2 separate regions of the Oryzias latipes genome follow, and region 1 is linked to region 2. The links are chromatin contacts, called in public Hi-C maps. All regions are on one chromosome and are shown on one strand. The core of a region is the stretch at or near the end of the contact, and the rest is flanking DNA. Distances in the headings are between cores, read along the strand shown. Region 1 has its middle 11 kb from the start of LOC101163278. Region 2 overlaps LOC101163034 (insulin receptor substrate 1-B-like).

Evidence for each region. A called contact is a pair of places that touch in the nucleus more often than the background predicts.
Region 1: a contact with region 2 is called in a Hi-C map of embryo, with 4 times the contacts expected there. The contact joins two enhancer-like sites. A contact is called at or near these places in 5 of 5 Hi-C or Micro-C datasets (embryo, fibroblasts and gastrula embryo).

What each region holds. Positions count from the first base shown.
Region 1 is chr18:14,897,579-14,901,439 of ASM223467v1, forward strand. No RefSeq gene overlaps it. Among protein-coding and RNA genes, the nearest start is that of LOC101163278, 11 kb to the right of the region's middle. Within about 2 kb of position 1,848, at least 1 of the 8 cell types and tissues checked has an H3K27ac peak or open chromatin away from gene starts, as enhancers often do. A contact at or near this core is called in embryo, where this site is marked.
Region 2 is chr18:14,839,678-14,843,359 of ASM223467v1, forward strand. The region is part of intron 1 of LOC101163034 (insulin receptor substrate 1-B-like); the gene reads left to right. Among protein-coding and RNA genes, the nearest start is that of LOC101163034, 5.9 kb to the left of the region's middle. Within about 2 kb of position 2,389, at least 1 of the 8 cell types and tissues checked has an H3K27ac peak or open chromatin away from gene starts, as enhancers often do. A contact at or near this core is called in embryo, where this site is marked.

The DNA.
Region 1 (3,861 bases), core at 598-3,097, 57 kb after region 2:
AGCACTTATGTTCACAGGGGTCAACTAACGTGTTTCATTTTACATCATATGGAGAGAATTAACAGGTTGTTCACAAAACCGGCTAATGTTCTGCTTTTATTCAACAGGTTTTGGTTTGTTTTTTTTGTGCTTGTCGCCTAAAACTTTTTGAACAAATGTCACTTTGCAAACAGGTACAGGTTACTGATAGTTTGCCAAATATAAAATAAAGATCAAAGTTGTTGGTATAGCATTTTGTTTTAAACAAATTTATTATGCAGTTGTGTACACGTTCCCCTTTTTCTTGGCTGTAAAAAAATTCCCCATTTTACAGACGGTGAAGAGGAATGCAGCTGCTTTCTTGGAGGTTCCTTTAGTCGTGATGACCTTTGGCCCATCAACTGGTATCAATAGTAGCTCCGCCCAAACGGGTCCACTGCATTTTCCTATGGACCTACAACTAACCAAAAATGGTACGGTCTATTTTATAATGGAAACGCTCAAAATAGTGGGCCGGACTGGACTGTACCGCTCAGTGAAAACGAGGTTTTATTGGCCCTGTAACAGGCCGGCGACCTGTCCAGGAGTTCACCCCGCTTTCACTCAACACTAGCCAGGTTAGGCTCCAGCAGCCTCGTAACCCCGAAAGGGAAACATCGGGTTATGAAGATGGATAGATCGATGAAGGGTTATCTTATCTCATCGAATAAAATGAGAACTGACTCATCCAACAAACCCCCTAGTGGTTATTTAGTGAACTGACCTGGTTACATTTTTGAAAATGCTTTATCTTAACCCTGGTGCTATCCTAGGCACTTTAACATTGGGAGTTGGGTCATCTAGACCCACTAGACAGTGCGCTGAACCCTTTTTCTTCAATGATTTGTGATCTTCACTGGTGTCCATGGATTACATGAAATCTTTCCACCTTTATCCACCTTTGTCATGGTAGGGAGAACACGTCAATGTAAGGGTGTGGTCAACTAAGATAACACAAGAGTTATAGTTCAATTTGTTTCCGTTTAATTAAAATTTCTAATTCTATATCAGTTTATAATGTCTCTTCCTACAAATTCGCTTGATTACCTGTTTTTAATGCACAACATAAGTCTAGAACATTCCAAAGACCTAATTAGAAATGGACTGAATGCAGTTTGATTCATACATTTGGAAATGTTTCCCTCAAACCGATGAACAGTGGAGTGTTTTTTTAGCATGGAAGGCTGATGCGTTCAAGCATCCCTGAAGAGTGTAGGGAAACAGGCGTCATGAACATGAAAGAGGATCCTAGGAGAACCAGGACGGTTCATGAAGTCCAGTACAGATAAATCCTGGTAAATGTGTTCTGACGAGACCGTTTCTAGAAAAAAAAGCAGCATGTACACCTCTGTTGAGTGCTGCAAATACACCCAAAAGTCATTAAAGATGTGTGCTCGGCTGCTACGAAGGGGCGGAGAGTACACTTTTATGGTTTTACACCAGGCGATGGTGTACAGTCTGTACTGCAGACTGTTGGCAACACTTCAGGAAGTCTTCCTGTCTTTATGACTTCCTCCTTGGTGGAGGCCAGAGGAAGCTCTCTGGATGTCGGACATGGATGCAGCCTTTGTTCTTGCAGCTAATGTGGTCACATTATGTCAGCGCTACTCCTAAATTGCTTCCTCTCCATCATGTCGGTCGAACGAAGGGCCTTCGTCTTGCCGCAGTGAGTTACGGCGCTCCTGGTCAAATTGAGCAGATCTGATAGAGCCACAAACGCTGCAACCATTTTTACTTCCAGCTTCCTTTTTCCCCCTCGCCACCCCCTCTCTTTCACATAATGTACTTGGCCAAACAAAAAGCTTTTCTTTCTGCGTCCCTCCCTCCTCTTCCTCCTTCCCACCACCGTCTCGTCACACTCTCTCTGCAGCTTCGTGAGAGAGTTGGCCGTGATTATAGAAAGAAAAAAAAAACCTGCCACACAGAGCGTTTGATGGAAAATGAGAGGAAGATGGAGGGATGGGGAGGGTTCGGGCCTTTATTTTGCTTGAGAGTTCCATACAAACCGCAGACACATGGTACAGAATTCCTCCTCGCAGTGGGAGAGGTGGTGGTTTTGAAAAACAGAGATCACTGCTCACCCACGGGCAGAACACGGACTGTGTGAATCTGACCAAACGCTCAGCAACACGGAGAGGAGCTTTGATGGAGTCGGCAGGCCGACCGCGCCTCGACATGCCTGCACACGGGAATCACCTCAACGCCTCGCAGATCAGTGGGAAAGTGGAAGGCCCTACTTTCCACGGGTATTTTCTTTTTTTTGAGGGGGGGTCTTAATCCGGTGAACAATTTGAATGGTAGACAACCCCCCCCCCCCATCCCCCCCATCTTGGTAGCCTTGGGGCCCCTTCTGGTTTGTGGAATGAGGAATTTAGGTGGTAGAGAGGTGAGGGGGTCAGTGAGTGACCCCGCCGGGACCTAAGAAATCCAACTTCCTGGAAAAAAAGACATCATTTGTAGCAAACAATGGAAGAAAAAAACTGGGATTTTTATATCGTTTGATCCTGCCATCCTGACTTGAAGGAGGTCAACAAGACCTCACACTTTTGGAATAGCAATGTGTGCATGCAGATCCAAAAATACAGGAGCTGCGCCATCTAGTGGAGCATCTTTGCACTTGATTTTGGGGCAACAAAATGACCTGCTTATGCTTTCATGAGGCTACCCAGCAGGGGCGGAGCTACAGGGGACCAGGGGGGGGGGGGGGGGGGGGCATTTGAATCATTATTGACAAAGATGAAGTCATCAATACGAGCTTCTTTAAGCATTAGGAACTAGTACCTCTGTTATAATAATAATACAAACAGTATTTTCTGTCCTTTCTGTGTGATTAGGGTCATGGAGAAAGAAAAAAAACAGACTTTTTCTCAGAATTTTTTGTCTTAAATCTCAGAAAAAAGCTGTCGTTGTACAGTTAATTTATCTAAATTGATGTGAACGGTGACTGTGTGTGTTGTTTGTCTTTGTCCCAGAGCTGCATCCTCCTCCAAAGCGATGACATCACTGTCAATCTGCACAAAATTTAAAATATACTAGTTTTATATGATGTCACAGTAAAACTATAAGAAAATAACTGTATCTTCTTTGTCCTAAAGTTGAGTCTTGGTATCTGGACTTCTGTCTTTCTTTAAGATAGATTCGAAATTCAGATGCCGAGACTCATTTTCAAGATAACCCTTGGATAAATGAGAACTTTCGGCAACATGGAGATTCCATGTGCAAACCTTTAACATCATGAACATTTGATCCCTATCTCTCAAACCTACACCTGTCAAAACATAAAAGCATATTCTCTGTAAACATTGTAGCAGCGCTGATGAAGGTGTTCAAGATAATCAACACATTGTCCGAGGAAGAGATGGCGGTTGCCTTGGATACGCAACACTACTCCGACGTGTCATGTGACTTCCGCAATTTGAGTTTCACGCAAATGTAAAGGAAGCACATCTGTGTGGTCTGGTGTTAAATGTTCATTCTTTAACGGGGCGCCGTCCTATGCTGTATGTTTGCCAATAAGATGGCAACAGGAATTAATGTATGACGTGACAAGAAGCCTGAGAGCTAAATATTGTAATAAAGTCTAAATTAAGATCGGCGGCAGTTATTCACAGTCACCCATAGTTAGAAAAGACGTCCAGTAATATTTTCAGAAGACGTCTTTAAATCTCCAGAAATGAGATGATCAATGTAATCAGGCTGCATACAAACAAAACTGGGCACACAACACTTACATTTTTAAAAGACGTTTTCCGTCTGGAAACAGTTATGAAATGCTAAAATAGTCTGTAGCCCTTTTATTGACAAACTCCAAGTAGATAAATCTTTTTACTCACCTTCTGTTTT
Region 2 (3,682 bases), core at 1,139-3,638:
TGCGGTTTAGTTTTTAGGTTTAGTTTTTTACCTGACATCTCTCATTGCTCTCCCCGTGAGCCGTGGATCTCCCTGAGCCGGCAGATTAAACATTGAGCCGTGCTTAAGGAGCGCTCATCCTTCTAATTGGGCTTTAATTATTGTCTCGAGGGTCGACGTTTGGCGATGCGGTGCAGGCTAACGAGGTCAGAAAGTGGAAGTGTGTCATGTGCTGCAGCGGGGAGATGAAGAACCGACCGCACCTTCGGCGGGACGGTTGGGAGGCAGCAGCCTGTGGCGTCCGAGCCAGCCGACGAAGCGCTCTGGTTTGATCGACGCCAAAACAGAGCCTGTGGCAGTATAATCCATTAAGTGAGGAAGTGGCAATGTGCTGAGCAGCTAAGTGGCGAGGGGCTCTGGGTGCGTTGTAACCTTTACAGCGTTTGAATCGATCGCTGTCAGATCCCACCGGCCCATAAATGTTGAAGTTCTCCACATTGTTTCTTAGCAGCCACTGCTTACATTTGATCAGAAGAAATAAAAACAAGCGTTTGACTCCAAAGGGCAGAAAGTTTTGCGGTCTGTAAGAAAAAAGGGTCAGGGGGTCATGATTATTTTCTGATGAGTCATGATTATCCTGGCAGTGCAGATCTTCTGTATGCAAACATCTGTTTCCATCCAGACTAGGAAGGATCTGCCGGTGTAGACTTGCTGTGCATTTTGTAAAGACGGGTTTCGAAATGAACACAAACCAACACTATTCTACATCTATCCATCTTCTAAACCCGACTTATCCCATTTGTTGTCACAGGGTTGCTGGAGCCTATCCCAGCCACCGATGGGTGACGACAGGTACATCCTGAATCGGGGTCGGCTGTCTGTTGCAGGGCAGAATTCTGCAATCGTGATAGATTTTTTTTTGGTTTCTTCTGGTACTTTTTAAGGTGTGCGTTAAAGCTTTTAAAGAAGAAGTTTGTTTATTTTGGTTTGGAGTGTTTGTTTTTCCTATAAAGGGCCCCTATCATGCTATTCTTAAGCCTTTCTGAGTAAACTACATGCATATAGATGATGATGTATTTTGACACACCTAAAGAATGATTTTTTTGTTTTTGCACCAGAAGTAAGACCGCTCAATCTCTGAGGCTCCGCCTTTCTCTCCTTGTGGGTGCCGCCCATTTTATGACATCACCGTAGAGCCGGCCTCGGCGGTGTGTCTGCATGTGTCCGACGAGGACAAACAACATCGGAACTTTAATGTTTTCAATATTTTTGATGCATTTGCTAATAAAAATGTGGCGCTGCGCTTCTTTCAAAATAGATGGAAAATAAAAATCCTTTCAAACATAAAATATCTTCATGTTTTAAAAAATCTCAGTGAATGTTTATAATAATCCAGTTTCATACTATTGTTTTAATCGTGATTAGTTAATTAATTATTAATTGTCTTGAAAATTTAAAATATTTATTATATTTACCGTTCTTATTAGACATTCTTTTGGGATGTTTATAAGAAAGTTCTGCGATTTTAAGGATTTTTAATCTGCAAATTTGCCTGTTTATGGGTCTGTTGGTGAACATGTATAAAGACATAAATGAGATCTAACTGTTTTGCTAAAAACTATTGTCCACAAAACAGCCTTGATTGTTCTGCTTCTATTACAATAGCCATACTGTATTTCCGTTTTGCAAGCGCTCCCCAGCTCGGCTTTAAATCCTGAGCTGCTGCTAAATTAATGCTTAAATTGGCGTATAATCTGCCGAGCGATTAGTTGATTTACTGTTACCCCTGGCTGCTGTTTACAAGGCACCGTTGGCTCTTGACCTCTTTTTAGGCCCCGCCGGGCCGCTGGAACCCCCCCCCCATGTAGGTCATCGCTGCACTTTCTCATGAAAGTTTGCGCTTTGTTTGGAAGGCCAGGCCCTTGTACCGTCTGCAGAGGTGGCGCAGGAACAAAGCGCTCACTTTTGTCAGGATGTTGTTCCTGACAACAGTTTGATGCTGTTCCACTAAAGTGCAGATAAGAAGTCTGCCTAACACTCAGATTTAGTCACTAAACTCATTTTGGGGCAAAGCTGTGTTCTCCGTGGTTACTCTGCAGTTTGTTGTGGTCTTTCAGACTTCCAAACCTCAGTTGCGTCACCAATCATTTCAACTGCTTGTGCGTCTGATCTGGGGGGCATTACAGACCCCAGAGGTGGATGACGAGCCTTAAAGTGGCGGAGCTGACTAAGAGGAAAACGGGCGCACATGTCTGCCAGAGATGGGAGCCAGCTGTTATCCCTGCTGATTGGCTGACTTTTCGCTTGTGTTTTATTTGGTGGGGATCTGGCCGCAGAGTGGGTTACAGAGGGCACAGTAGCTGGGTTGGGGGTGGTGGTTGGCTCGTAGCTTTTTCGGCATGGTCTTTAGCGGCCTTGTGGCGCGGCGCTGCATGATAGGGCAGTGAGGTCAGAAACATGAAACGGAGCCCGGAGAGAGTCAGCCGGTTCATTGCCAGAGTCGTTTTTCCTGATTTACAGACTTAACTAAGAACCAGTCTGACTATAAAGCTGATTGATTTGCCTAAGAGATCCTTTCTTGTGGACTAACTAAACGTCGTTACATAAGTACAGCCTCAAGGTAGTCTGGAGACATTTTGAAATATGGCATGTAATGTTGCAACTGGAACCGTGCCACCGCAGAGACCCACTTCTTCTGGATTTGCGTGAGAACTGTAATTAGCCCGTCACTCAGGAGGATGTTAGTATCTCAGTAGGCATCTGACAGCCTCAGGGGGAAAATATGGCACCCCCCTGTTACCCCCCGCCACATTACACACACCCACCTTCCAAGGTGGCAGAAAGAGCCCGTCCTGCTCCGAGGCCGATGCCCTACTTCTCAGTGATCCAGATCTGCACCAATTCCCCGCTCTCCACATCTGCTCATGAAGATTTTCCATCTTCCCGGACAAACAAACAGTAACTTCTCATTTATAAAAAGCCAGGCGGGCAGGCATGGCGGCCTCTTTATATGCAGCCTGCGATCTCTGGGGTGGGGGGCAAAATCTGCATGAATAGACGCCAGTGTCGCCTGGGTGGGATGCTTTTCTGGAGCCACCCGAGGAGATCTATTCACGGCTCCAGGTGTGTAGAAGAAAAGGAGAAGCGAGTCCAAAAATCCACCCTTATGCAACCAGCATGTTTAGTTTGCACACACGTGCAGATTCAATCTTTCAGGTCATCGCTGCATGTTTTTTTTTTAAACTCTTTCTGTACTCACCCAGCATACTGCCCCAAAGGAGGACAACCAGGAGGAATCCAGAAACCTGTGCCTTATGTAACCAAGGTTGTTTCTGTGGTGTTGCTCTCCTCCATCACTTTGAGATTGTTTCTGGGATTTAAGCAGCGTGCAGGCGGCCTTCACATCAAGGGCTTCTGTGTGTGAAAGTGCTGCTGAGGTCTTTGGCTGCAAAACAGAAAAAAAGAGGCTGTGCAGATGCAAGAAAAGGACTCTGGAACAGGAAAAAGATGCTCATTAAGCCATTCCTGCGATTATCTTTTGATCACCCTGCCCCCCCCCTTCCCCTCATTGTTGCTGAGAGCTCTCTGTTTACACTCCCAGTAGTGACAACCCCTCCCTACCCTAACCTAACAGAACCAGTACAACAAAACCGGCGAGCAATATTAGAGTTATCCTGCCATACAATTTTGAGCCGGATGGCAA